Regions from separate parts of the Mus musculus genome. Here all the other regions are linked to region 2. A link is a contact called in public Hi-C, HiChIP or PLAC-seq and promoter capture Hi-C data. All regions are on one chromosome and are shown on one strand. Each heading gives the region's core, a stretch centred on a gene start, on an enhancer-like site or on the middle of the called end of the contact. The rest is flanking DNA. Distances are from core to core; before and after follow the strand shown. Region 1 has its middle 30 kb from the start of Ptgis. Region 2 overlaps Kcnb1 (potassium voltage gated channel, Shab-related subfamily, member 1). Region 3 overlaps B4galt5 (UDP-Gal:betaGlcNAc beta 1,4-galactosyltransferase, polypeptide 5). Region 4 holds the start of B4galt5 (UDP-Gal:betaGlcNAc beta 1,4-galactosyltransferase, polypeptide 5).

The links. Promoter capture Hi-C pulls out the DNA fragments that hold promoters and counts their contacts. Hi-C and Micro-C count contacts between places; a contact is called where the count stands out from the background. HiChIP or PLAC-seq counts read pairs in DNA pulled down with a chosen protein or histone mark.
Region 1: a contact with region 2 is called in a Hi-C map of B cells, with 2.8 times the contacts expected there. The contact joins two enhancer-like sites. A contact is called at or near these places in 1 of 39 promoter capture datasets (embryonic stem cells), 7 of 15 datasets of contacts at CTCF or cohesin (CD8 T cells, the G1E-ER4 cell line, the NIH/3T3 cell line and 3 more), 36 of 484 Hi-C or Micro-C datasets (the 63-12 cell line, the AML12 cell line, B cells and 20 more), 4 of 115 datasets of contacts at active chromatin or transcription factors (bone marrow-derived dendritic cells, embryonic stem cells, large pre-B cells and 1 more) and 4 of 9 other capture datasets (adipose tissue, embryonic stem cells, liver and 1 more).
Region 3: a contact with region 2 is called in an H3K4me3 HiChIP or PLAC-seq map of bone marrow-derived macrophages, with 4 times the contacts expected there. The contact joins two enhancer-like sites. A contact is called at or near these places in 1 of 115 datasets of contacts at active chromatin or transcription factors (bone marrow-derived macrophages) and 2 of 9 other capture datasets (embryonic stem cells and liver).
Region 4: a promoter capture Hi-C map of pre-B cells shows a contact between it and region 2, with 3 times the contacts expected there. The contact joins the promoter of B4galt5 here to the enhancer-like site in region 2. A contact is called at or near these places in 3 of 39 promoter capture datasets (liver, pre-B cells and stem cell-derived epiblast-like cells), 1 of 484 Hi-C or Micro-C datasets (nephron progenitors), 2 of 115 datasets of contacts at active chromatin or transcription factors (bone marrow-derived macrophages and memory CD8 T cells) and 1 of 9 other capture datasets (pancreatic islet).

What each region holds. Positions count from the first base shown.
Region 1 is chr2:167,269,517-167,272,683 of GRCm38.p6, forward strand. No RefSeq gene overlaps it. Among named protein-coding and RNA genes, the nearest start is that of Ptgis, 30 kb to the left of the region's middle. Within about 2 kb of position 1,810, at least 40 of the 459 cell types and tissues checked have an H3K27ac peak or open chromatin away from gene starts, as enhancers often do. A contact at or near this core is called in the 63-12 cell line, B cells and CD8 T cells, where this site is marked.
Region 2 is chr2:167,100,324-167,103,299 of GRCm38.p6, forward strand. It overlaps Kcnb1 (potassium voltage gated channel, Shab-related subfamily, member 1), which reads right to left. Exons shown (of 2, transcript NM_008420.4): 2 at 1-2,976. Among named protein-coding and RNA genes, the nearest start is that of Gm39984, 23 kb to the left of the region's middle. Within about 2 kb of position 1,383, at least 115 of the 459 cell types and tissues checked have an H3K27ac peak or open chromatin away from gene starts, as enhancers often do. A contact at or near this core is called in the 63-12 cell line, B cells, CD8 T cells and 3 more, where this site is marked.
Region 3 is chr2:167,317,937-167,321,008 of GRCm38.p6, forward strand. The region is part of intron 1 of B4galt5 (UDP-Gal:betaGlcNAc beta 1,4-galactosyltransferase, polypeptide 5); the gene reads right to left. Among named protein-coding and RNA genes, the nearest start is that of B4galt5, 30 kb to the right of the region's middle. Within about 2 kb of position 1,290, at least 128 of the 459 cell types and tissues checked have an H3K27ac peak or open chromatin away from gene starts, as enhancers often do. A contact at or near this core is called in bone marrow-derived macrophages, where this site is marked.
Region 4 is chr2:167,347,373-167,350,560 of GRCm38.p6, forward strand. It overlaps B4galt5 (UDP-Gal:betaGlcNAc beta 1,4-galactosyltransferase, polypeptide 5), which reads right to left and starts at 1,806. Exons shown (of 9, transcript NM_019835.2): 1 at 1,546-1,806. The coding sequence starts at 1,660.

The sequences.
Region 1 (3,167 bases), core at 560-3,059, 170 kb after region 2:
CCATCCAACCAACCATCCATCCATCCATCCATCTATCCAACCATCCATCCACCCATCCATCCATCCATCCATCCATTCATCCATCATCCATCCATCCATCCATCCATCCGTCCATCCAACCATCCATCCATCCAACCATCCATCCATCCAACCATCCAACCATCTAACCATCCATCCATTCATCCAACCATCCATCCATCCAACCATCCAACCAACCATCCATCCATCCATCCATCCATCCATCCATCCATCTATCCAACCATCCATCCATCCATCCATCCATCCATCCATTAATTTCCCATCCATCTATCTATAATCTATCCACTCGCCTATTGTAGTGGTTTAGATAGACTCATGTCTGTGAATGCTTGGCCCACAGGAAGTGACACTATCAGGAAGTGTGGCCTTGTTGGAGGAAGTGTGGCACTGTGGGGGCAGACTTAGAGATCTCTTATATGCTCAGGGCTATGCCCAGTGTGGCACACAGTCTCCTGCTGCTGCCTGTGGACCAAGATGTCGAACTCTCAGCTCCTCTAGCACTATGTGTGCCTGCATGCTGCCATGCTTCCCACCATGATGAACTAAACCTCTGAAACTGTAAGAAAGCCCCAATTAAAAGTTGGGGTGAAGTTGGGCTTGGATAGGGCTGGGGCTTGGGTGGAGCTGAGGTGAGTTTGAGGCTGGGCCTGAGATGAGGCAGAGCTGAGGCCAAGCTGGTCTGGGTTGTTTGGAAGTGGCTGTGGATACAACTTTCCTCTGGGAGACTCCAGCCAGTGCAGTTCTGTCTGCTGGGCCCAGGCCTAAAGCCCATGGCTCCCCAGGGCTGGGCTCCAGCATGGTTGCCTCCACTCCTCCTCCCACGCTACCAAGGTATCCGAGCTTACCACATGACAAAGGGCCTCTTGCTGGCCCTGGGCTCAGACAGAACCTTCTGCTGCCATGGAAAATAGTCACAACCACCAAAGTGGAGGGCCACATTAGCTCTAGCCATGACCTGGTGGCTTCCTGGCTCTAGCCCCCTCTCACTTCGTCCTGTCTGCCCATCTTCAGCCAGCCTGGATTCACACATACTCCCTAAGGGTCACAGCTCCAGGAGCCACCAAGATAGCCTTGTCTATCTGTTTAGTGGCTGTGGACTGGCCAGAGCCAATACTTAAGAGGTCAGTGCCAAAGAGCCAGGGCAGCTTGGTTCAGATGCAGACCCTAACCCTGGCTAAGTGGCCCCAACGGAGTGGCCCTGACCACCACACAACCTCTCTGAGCAGCTGTTTGTCATGTGTGAAGTGACCATTCAGGCTTGTCACCTGGTCCCAGTGTACTTAACATTCAAGGGAATAGGGCATGGTAGTATATACCTGTAATCGAGTATTTGGAAAGCTGAGACAGGAGGATTATTTTGATGTCAAAGCCAGCCTGGAGAACATAGCAAAATCTAGCTCAAAAAAAAAAAAAAAAAGGGGGGGGGGATGTGCCAAGTGTGGCCTCAGCAGAGGCAAGCAGATCTCTGTAAGTTTGAGGCCAGCATGGTCTACATGGCAAGTTCCAGGACAGCCAGGGCTATGTGAGACTCTCTCAAAAACAAAAACAAAGTATTAGTAATAAGATGAAAGAGACAGAGAAAGGAAGGAAGAAAAAAGAAACAAGACCCAAATGTGGTGGCTTGGTGGGTGGGGCCTGGTGACCTGGGTTCAATCCCCAGGGCCCATATAGTGGAGAGAAAACTAGTTCTTGGTGTCATCCTCTGAGTGGCAGCCACGTGCTCGCCACGGTTGTGCGAGTCCATGCACGTGGCTTGCAGTTCCAGGAAATAAAGAGGAAGAATGACAGGAACCTCAGAGCCCAGAGCTGAACACTCAGCCTCTGAGGGCCCAGGCGAGAGCCAGCAATGACCGCAGACGCTGGCTGGGGATTTGGCAGTGGCTCACTCCCTCAGCCTGATTACCCGAAAGGCCACATCTTCCAATTGCTTGGGGGGATAGGGAGGGGCTGGAAATCTTGAATTTTCAGGAGTTTTCTCAAGTGTTAAGTGTTGACAACTGATTTAAAACACGTAGACGCATCTGTGAGTGGGATGTGTCCACCAGCTGTTTGATTGAGGCCCTTCCATTAACCTAGTCACTCAGGCCCAGAGATGGTGAGCCACCAGCCTCAGGCCATGAAACACAGGAAGGCAGGAAACACAGTGACCTTTTCTTCTTGGACCACAGAAAGTGGCCCAGACTTAACCATCCTCTGACCCTCAGCTTTACCCTCCAGGCCTGGCAGCTGGTGCTAAGGGCCATGCTGTCCTGACGAGGGCGCTGCCACCTCTCTCTGGCCTACCCAGCCTTACCAGATACTGAGTGTTGTGGGGTAGTCCCCAGAGAAGACTGCTTCAAATGGGTTGGAGCAAATAGAAAGTTTTTACTAGCAGGCCAGTGTTTGGGATCCCAGTGTAGCCCTGAGCCTTTCTCAGGGTGAGCTTTTCAGCACAAAATCCAAGTCCTGGGTTGACAGACTCTGATGAACAAGAACAGTTAACTGGAAGCAGAGCTACAGATGCCAGAAAGCAAGGTTAGTACATATAAAAGCTTCCCCATAACTATGGACCTCGATAAATTAGGCCTTTGCTCTAGTTTTGTCTGTGTGCTGAGTTTTGCAGCCTGAATGGCATTTTCATCATGGAGTCGGTTGTGCTAAGGTTTCAGGGCCTACTAAGGTCTGGGACCCTGTTGCGCTGAGATCAAGAGAATGTCTCCGAGGAGGAACCACCCTAGTGGGCAAGAAGTTGTGATAAGGAAGGGCTCACTCCTTCCATGCCATGGTGACCTGGAAGCACTTGGCAGGCTTGAGCAGAGCTGGGGGGAGGTGGGGGCTGAGCAATAGAAGTCCTGAACCCTGGGCTCAGGGAAATGGTACAGTTGGTAAGCATGTGCCATCCAAGCATGAGGACCTGAGTTCAAATCCCAGCACCGTATAAAAGCCAGGTGTGGTGGCATGTGCTATAATCTCAGAACTTAAAGGCAGTGAGAGTGGGGGAGGGGGGAGGTGTCACTGGGGCTTCCTGGCCGGTCATTCTAATCAAAACAGCAAGCTCTGGGCTCAGTAATAAGATTCCATCTCAAAAAGTAAAATGGAGGGCAAATGAAGAGATTATCTGGCACCAACTCCTGGCTTACACACACACA
Region 2 (2,976 bases), core at 133-2,632:
GGGGGTTGTCATATAAACAATAATAGGTTAGGAAACGCCCAAGGCTAGAGTGTTCTGTTGTCCTGCTGGGGGCCTCGGAGCCCCCATCTTCCTCCTGCCAACCTGTCAGATACACATACACAAAGTCTGTCTCCAAACGAGGATGTTCTAGAAGCTTTTCTGTGTACCCATCCCCCTTTGATTCAGTGCAGGCTGTGGTTATTTTACTCGAGACAAAGTTGGCAGAGAAACAAGGAAAAGAGATCTATTTATATATCTATACCTACCTATCTATATAGAGATACCTGGCTTTAGGGACCCTTTTCTGTGATGAACTTTAAATATGTCCTTGTTCAAGGACTAGACATTCCAGCCATGACCAGAGTCAGACAAATACATAATTATAAATATTGACAATACATTACAGTTGTATAGAAGAGGATGCTGTTGCGTCTTGTTTCCTCCTTAGAGATGTGGATCTTCTCGGGAGAAGGGACAGAGACAAGGCTGCAGCTACAGAACACAGAGGAGATGAAGAGAAGGTGAGACTTGGGAGGAAAAAGAGCTCCTATTCCCAGCAACTGTCAGGGTGAGTGGAGCAGGTTAAGGGTGGCTTCCTCATTACTTTGGCGTTTCCTCTCTCCTCGATGACAAATATTCTCTCCTCCTTTACTCTCTCTCTCATCTAAATGTGCTTAAGGTAGAATACCAGAGAGAGATCTGTTGCCCCAGATCTGCTGCTTTGGAAACATCCAAAAATGAAAAGGCAAAAGAACTGGCTTGTCCTCACCTTGTCCACAGTAAGGCTTTCCCGGTGCGACAGGTGCGCACAGCAGTCCGACGCCTGGCCTTTTCTGATGACGTGGTGGATGCTGGGACTCCGATTCAGCTGGCTTTTTGATAGTCCTGTTGATTTCATAACCGGACCGGGAGATCTCCGCCTCCAGCCCCTGGAGTTATTTGGGTATCTCACTTCCTTTTGCTCTGGTTGGGTCAGGCCAGGTGGACCACCATGTTCAAGTGGCCTCTGTCCCCATCCCCTGGCTCTTGTCTTCACTGCTGAGACCCATCTGTCAGATTCATCTTCATCTTGGCAACCCAAGATTTCCCAGTGCGTGTAAACACATGTACCCGGGTCAGGTACATGCGGCCTGAGACTCTGTGTTCCTTTTTAGCCCATGGAGGGTTGGTAGAAAAATTTATAATATTCTAACTTGAGTTACACTTGTGTGGGGGAAGCTATATTCCCACAGTTCACACAAATATAAGTGAAAGGAAAAAAAAAAAAAACGCCAACAAAAACCAAAATGGAAAACTCTTCTTTTGCTTCGTCTATACTGTTTTGATGGTTGTCTCTATAGGAGTTCTGTCAGACTCTGCCTATGCAGCTAGGAAAGGTATTCTGGATTCATCATTTTCTCGGTATAATGCTACTTTAAAGTCAGACAAAACACAAGAGGGAGGGACAGCCAGGTCCTACACAAGGCAGAAAGGGCCTTTGGTTACAAGAAAAGTCGCACCAAGTGGTTCTTAAAAAAGAAAGCAATCATTTCTACACTGTACACCCGCCGTCGGCTTAACCAACCAATGAAATGCCTTGGTTTAAAGAAGGGGGGCGGTAACTTCCTTCTGGCTATTTATGGCTATGTTAAGACGTGTTTACTTCCTGATATGTAAAATAGACTATATCATCAGTAGGAGGTTTTTTTTTTTTTACAGATAGCTCTAAAAATATCTGAATCGGAAATCACAACTATTTACTTTTTATCAAAAAGCATTTGTTTGTTTCCCTGAATTTTCACATTTGTGCTGATGGGTGACTTATGAGCAACACAAAAGACAGACATGGAAGATGGTCAGCAGAAAGGTCCCACGATCATCGATCACCGGTCACACACAGGCCCCAGCGCCAGGCAGAGCTCAGCAGGGGGCCGTGGAGCCCCGCCCCCCTGCTTCCTGTCTCCAGGATGCCGCTGGTGCACGTGACCCGGCACTGTCTCAGCCCCTTTGCTCCTGTTTTGAGAAAGCTCTGAGGACGGATGGTGAGGCAGAGTCAACTTCTTATTTTCTTCATGAAAACAGCAAAATACCAAGCTGTGCCCTCTGGAGGGAGGGGGGACCCAGGTCTTTGGAGATGCTGAGAAGCGTCATGAACACTTTGTTTAAGGGTGGTGGGATGAGCCTTTAGCATCCTACCTGGGACAGGTGGCCTGACCGCAGCTATGGAAACAAGAGAAGGCAGAAGATCGTGATGTGCTACGTGTGCTGACGGGTGGATCATGCCATCGGACTGCTGGGCCGACCAGCCACACACGATACTGAGGACAGGTGACCATTATTGTCTTTGCTTCATCAGGAAGACATGCCCGTCACTGTTCTGAGGACAGGGAGGAGGACACTACAGCATTTGGGACATTACCCACTCACACTATAGTAAGAAAACCACATTGCCCTATTGTACCAGAGACAGGCTGACCAACAACATCGCCGTAACTAGAGCATTTGCGCAGACTGGTGTCACTGAGGAAGGGCCAACAATACTGTGCCACTGGGTCACAAGCAGGCGGGACGACGCCAGGTCAACGCTTGGACAGGAAGACTGACACCAGGAAGTGCACGGGAACCTCGAGGGATACACATGGGTACTTATTGCTTTTGGCTGTGCCGTCTGCCTAGATGGCCTCAGGGAGGAGCGTCGGGCTTTTGGGACAGACAGTAACATAGAACACACAATGGCCGGTTGACAAGAAAGAGCGGTACAACACCCGACACCCAACTCTTGCTGCGCCCTTCTGAGACGTTGTGTGTCTCTTGTACGCAGGCTTTAAGAGATCCCTGCCTCCGAAACCTGAGGACCTCTCCTGTCCCATGAGGGATGAGGGGTGATCCTGAGGGGTCACGGAAAAGCCCCGGACTCTGATGTGGTAACGGTAGACCCACTGTGGCCAGAAATGGGCACAAGTAATACCCCAAGTGCAGGGCCAGCTTACGGCCCAG
Region 3 (3,072 bases), core at 40-2,539, 220 kb after region 2:
CGTGGTTCTGATCAACGCTGGTTGAACTGCAGTTAAAAGCCAATTTTAGCTTGAAAGCCAACTGTGAGGTGCCCAGCCCAGTCAGCAAATGCCTCCCACAGACTTTAGCCTTCTCTTGTAGAAGCGGGAGAAAGCATGGGGTTGGGGGAGGCTGAGACAGCACAGAGCAGGCATCAGTTAAGGAAGGCTGTCCAGTGTGGGATGCTAAAGTGACACTTTGCACAGATCAGTCTTGCTGATGGATGACACTAATTATTACCCGGCCCCATGCCTACACTGAGGAATCTCTTATAACCATGACACAGATAAGAAAAATAAACTCTTCCTCGAAGCTGTGGCTTACTCGGAGCATTTCCAGGCACAGAGCTGGCGTCTCCTCTTTCCTCCTGAGTTCTAATCCACCTGCAGTTGTCTCTTGCACACACAGAAAAAAAAATCCCTAACAAAACTACCAGATTGGGAAGAAAATAACGGGACATAATGAAGCCAAGAGGCAAAGAGAGATCAAGAGCAAACCCAGGCAGGAGTCTTTACTGTAGACCTGTGCACTGGTTAGTGTGCCTAGGGAGCAAGGCACAGCACAGTGGGAGCTGTCTCGGGTGTGAGCACCATGCTGAAAGCCATGGCCTTGAAGGAAGTGTCCAGGACTAGACCTCAGCGGGCCAACTAATCAATACTCAGAACAAATAAATCCCCACCCTGCAAAACACCAAGGTTCCATCCAAAGCCAACCCTGGGACCTGCTCCTTCCTGCAAAGCTGCGACAGGAAGAGCCTGTACTGCACAGTGAGTTCTGACCATTCCTGCAGAAGCAAGACAATGTTCTGCAGTTCAACCTGGTCCTCGCAGCAATAAGGCTCAGTCTTGGTCTGTGTGATGGGTAAATGGGTTAAAAATCTGTAACCTGTTTGATCTTCAAGACCTACACTCTGGAAGGCACCCGGGGTGATGTCTCTGTCACATGGGTATCACAGAGGACCAAGGCTCACATGTCGAAAGACAGTAATGTGTCACCAGTGTGTGGAATACTTTCAAAGTGCTCTGACATCTATGACTAACATCAGCTGTGTTTCTGAATAACTGAATCCCACCCTAAGCACCAGAGGTTACAGAGTCCCAGCTCTCCCTCGGCTGTCAGGGAAGACGAACTCACTGATTCTGCTTCTCCTGGCTTCCTATGGGGTCAGTGTACTTCCTGCTTCCTGCCGCACTGCTGAGTTTCCTAACGCCTGTGTGTGAGACCTCTGAGGTCACTGACTTGCAGGCTATTTGTTGCCTTTGAGTCACAGAAGCAGGAACAGAGGTCTGCCTAGGTCATCTGACCTGGCAAAGCCAGGTTTCACAGCTGGGCTGTCTCTGCAGTCCAGTTTCCCAAGTGCCCCAAACCATCCTCGTGTTATTCTCTGATATGATCTTTTTACTGTCAGGGTCACATGCTCAACTGATTCCCAGTATTCTTCAGTGCCAGGCACCAACACAATATGCCAGGAGCCATTCCGAGCACCTTCAGAGATTTACAGTTTTAAAAACTTGATGCTCAAATGAGAGTCATCGACTTAAACATTTCAAATTTCCTCACTGCACACACTGAGACAGCATAGCGACAGGTTATGACAAACATGAGTTTCTTTTTAAACAGAAGCTATAAAGCTAGAGAAAGATGGCTCAGGAGTTAGCATTCACTGAACAATCATAAGAACCAGAATTCAGATCCCAGCATCCACGCAATGAACCTGGCACTCCAGCTCCAAGGTGTGCATAGACAGGGGATCCCTGGGGCTTGCTGGCTTTGAGTCTAGCTGAGGAAACTCAAACTCTAGGTCCCTGGAGAAGAATCTGCTTCAGAGGCACAGGGGAGCACACACGGGCACACATGGGCACAGGGGAGCACACACGGGCACACACGGGCACAGGGGAGCACACACGGGCACACACGGGCACACACGGGCACAGGGGAGCACACACGGGCACACACGGGCACAGGGGAGCACACACAGGCACACCTGCACTCAAACACAGACACTTATTTTAGTATATGAGTACACTGTAGCTGTCTTCAGACACACCAAAAGAGGGCATCGGATCCCATTACAGATGGTTGTGAGCGACTATGTGGTTGCTGGGAATTGAACTCAGATCCTCCGAAAAAGGAGTCAGTGCTTTTAACTGCTGAGCCATCCCTCCAGCCCCAACAAATAAATCTTTAAAAAAAAAAAAAGTTATAAAAAGCAAGTGTGGTGGTTCAGGGCTGTAATCTCAGCAGAGACCTGAGTCAAGAGGATTGGGAATTCAAGGGTGTCATCATCTTTATAAGTGTTTGAGGCTAGCCTGGGCTACATGGGACCCTGGTTTGTTTTGTTTTTGTTTGTTTTAAAGCCATTCCTGGTAATCCATACCTTTAATCCCAGCTCTCGGGAGGCAGAGGAAGGCCACCTAAGGTTACATAGTGAGACCCCATATCAAAAACAGGTAAACAAACCAAGAAAAAGATTGATTTCTAGAAAGCAAAAATAAAAAGCTACATCTCTTTCCTCTAAAATGCAAGGAGACTTTTGGCTGCAGAATTTGCACGCACACATTATCACATCCTTTAAATGCTTTGGAGCAACAGAAAGTGTTTAAGGAAACTGGAAGTGGAATCACACAGGCCAAAGGGCGAACACAGGCTTTCATTTCAAGCTAACTGGGGAGAAACTGCCTGTTGCTCCCCAAGGCCTTCTGATCCCAGACACAAAAGCCACTTAGTTTATCGCAGGTTGTTTCCAGTCAACTTATTTCCAAATATTAGAAAATAAAATAATTAACAGCTATGCAGTGTCTTGCAAACAATCCTACAAACTTGCCAATCATTCATTTATTTATTTATTTATTTATTTATTTATTTATGTTTTTCAAGACAGGGTTTCTCTGTGTAGCCCTGGCTGTCCTGGAACTCACTTTGTAGACCAGGCTGGCCTCGAACTCAGAAATCCACCTGCCTCTGCCTCCCAAGTGCTGGGATTATAGGTGTGCGCCACCACTGCCCAGCTGCCAATCTTTTATTAAATGGCACCTGATTAGATGTGAGCATAT
Region 4 (3,188 bases), core at 556-3,055, 250 kb after region 2:
GTCTTGCAGTGACACAGGGTTTGGGATTCTAAGCTTGGTGGTGGCGGTGGTGGCGTACACAGGAGCTTCACTGACCTACCACAGAGAAATCTGAAGTAAGTTTCATTTCTGTTGAAGAGTCTGGCTTCTATTCTTTCTCATCGAAAAAGGCTGATCACCATGGAGATACAGGAGATACACAGACCCAGACCAGAAACACCTGTCACTTTCACAAAAGGAAGAAAAATAGAGGGTCTGGCTGGAAGATGCCTGCAGGTTTAAACCTATCACTTCACTCTCATTTTGTGAGAATCTAATATCCTATTCGCTAATGAGCTCTCTTCTCAATTAATTTCACTAATTAGTTATCTATTCTTGTTCAGCCAGAATTCCTGCCCTTCTACTTAGCAAGCCTAACAAGCCACAATAATTATACATCCCTGGTGGAATGCCACTCACCAAATCAGTGAGGACAGTCTCAAGTTAGCTTTTCCATCTTCCCAGGTCAGGCTGACAGCATGAAACACCAACTTTAAACATCAAGTGAAACAAGCTTTAAAAAAAAAAATAATCAGGGGAGAGACTCTCTCCCTCTCTCCCTCTTTCTCTGGAAATTTCTCTGCCAGTTCAGAGTTGCCAGGTCAACAGGGAACACCAGCATTTACTACTCCGATCTCAAAGGCACTTCCCCTAAGCGGCACCCATCCCAACCATCCAGAATTCTCGCCCTCGGCCCCACCCCCAACAGCATCTTCTCATTTTTCACCAAGGGCTGAAGTTTTCACTAGCACTCCAAGACCACACTAAGGGAGGCAAGTCGCATTCCTTAAAACTCTTTCCTTCTGTCCCCCAAACTACCTGTAACAGCGAATATTTATTTATTATGTATGTATTTATTTCGAAGACGTTGGGCGTCCGCTATAGGGAGAAAAGCTTAAAGGGCATTTATGGCCCTCTGTCCTTTAAAGGCTGGGATTCGTGTCCCCATTTTACAGAGAAGAGAAGCTGAGGGCCCAAGGTCATACAGGACATCTGACCTCAGTGTCCTCTGCCTTTAACCCTCTCGCTGCCTTTGCCTTCTCATCAGCGTCCAGTCTGTTCCGGGAAGGGCTCGTTTTCTCTCCAGGCGGTCTCCCCCTCTAAAGGGCGGACCTTGGAGAACTGCTACCCATTCCGTTTCTTCTCTGGGCGACCCCCCCCTCCCTTCCACCTGGCACCGCTTCTTCAAGGCCCCTGTCACAGCACCTCCTCCATGGCCAATTCAAACTTCCCATCGGTCCCCAGAGCAGGTCGGGTCCGCTATGAGCGGCGGGCGAGCGGCGGGCTCCAGGGAGGAGGGGGGGGAGGGGAAAGGGGCGCGCAGCCCGCAGCCCCGCCGGGTCTGGGCAGCCAACGCGCGGCCGCGGAGGGCGCGGGCGGCTGCGTCAGGGAGGAGGCCGCGTGTGCGGGCGGGCTGCGGGGTGGCGCGGCAGGAAACGGCGAGTCACGGAGCGCGGGGTCGGCCGGGGCGGCGGCGCGGGCCGCAGCGGGAAGAGGCGTGGGGTGGCCGCAGGGTCGCCTTCCTACCTATGCCGGGCGCCACATAGACGAAGTAGAGCAGCGAGGACGACAGCGAGAAGAAGAAGAGCGCGGCGAGCAGCGAGCGGCGCGGCAGCCGCAGCAGCCCCCGGCGGGCGCGCATGCTGAGCCGGCGGCCGCTCGAGGGCCAACCCGGGCCCCGCTCCCGCCGCTCCGGTCCGCCGCCTGGGCCTCGGCCGCCGCCTTCCGGGCTTCGCGCGCCGCCGCCTCGCCGCTTTCAGCCGCCGGCCGCCGCGGGCCGGGCCACATGAGGCGGGAGGGGGCCGACGACCAGAGGAGCTCAGCGGCGGGGGCGAGGCGGGCGGGGCGGGGCCTGTTAGGAGGGCGGGGTGAGGGGCGGGGTCTGATGCTGAGGGCGGGGCGAGGGCAAGGGCCGCAGTCTGAGGAGCAGATGGAGGTACCAGACCTGAGGCAGGCCTGATGGGGACCGAGTAAGGGCGGGGCCTAAACTGGGGGCCGGACGAGGGCGGGGCCTGATGTTAAGGGTGCCTCCGCGAGCCTGAGAACACCGGCGGGGACCGGGCTTGAAGTCTGATGGGGAGGGGGATAAGGGCGGGGCCGGGAGCATAACAAGCATTTTGCGGGAGCCTGAGCCTGAGGCCTGACGGGGAGGAGAGAAGGGCGTGGCCTGAGGCAAGGGGGCGGGAATGGGCAGGGCCTACAGTCCGGGGAGCGCATCTGTGGGGCGGGGCCTGGATGTGGGGGCGGGGCGGGGCGGGGCGGGGTTCACGCGCGAGCACTCTAGCCGCAAGATCCTCGAGCGGCCGCCGCCCATGCTGGCAGGAAGCGGCTCGCTAGTACGACTTGGTTCCCGTGCGAGCTCCCCACGCGGGGATCGAGGGGTGGTGGACAATGTGTGAATAGCCAGGTAGCCCGCCGCTGCAGCAGAGCAAGGATGCAGAGGCCGGGGCATTCGTGTTCGCCCTCACTCATCCATTCATTCCAGACACCATTTATGATAAAGTGGCAGTTACGGGTCCTGGGGCCGGGGATGCTCCACGGAGCAAAGATTCCTCTGGGAACCTGTATTAATGCGAATAAGAAAAAAATCAATATAACAGATGATGATGATAAGAGATATGAAAACAATTAGACATGAAGATGTTTCGGATGCATTCTACTCTAGTCTGAGATTGAGGGGGAAGCCTCTCCTTCCTGGGTGGCATGAACACAAAAGAATGTGAAAGTGCCAGGTGGAGAAAGAGTGGTCCCACTAAGGGGAACTACAAATGCAAAAGCCGGAAGGAAGGAAGAAGGGGCTTGATCCGCCTTCAATGAATCCAAGGATAAAATCCCAGGAAAGAAGAAGAGATCCAAACAAGGTCACATCCTACAGGACAGAACAGTGGTGACAACTGTCAATGTTAAGACACCGAGAAACAGGGCTTCTTAGCCAGTAACAGCCTCTCTCTAAGTCCTGAGATCGTGGCTCCCCTACCCCCACTTTGGCCCCATTGCACCGATGAGAAAACTGAAGCTTCTGGAAAGAGAAGCAAGTCGTCTAAGTTGTGAAGTAAGGGCTCAAATCAAAAGTGGCCTGCCACCGGGGCTTGACCACTAACCCCATTTCTCATTCTGCACTGTCATGTGCACTTCCAAGCCTCGACTTTCCCATCACCTCCAAAGCCATG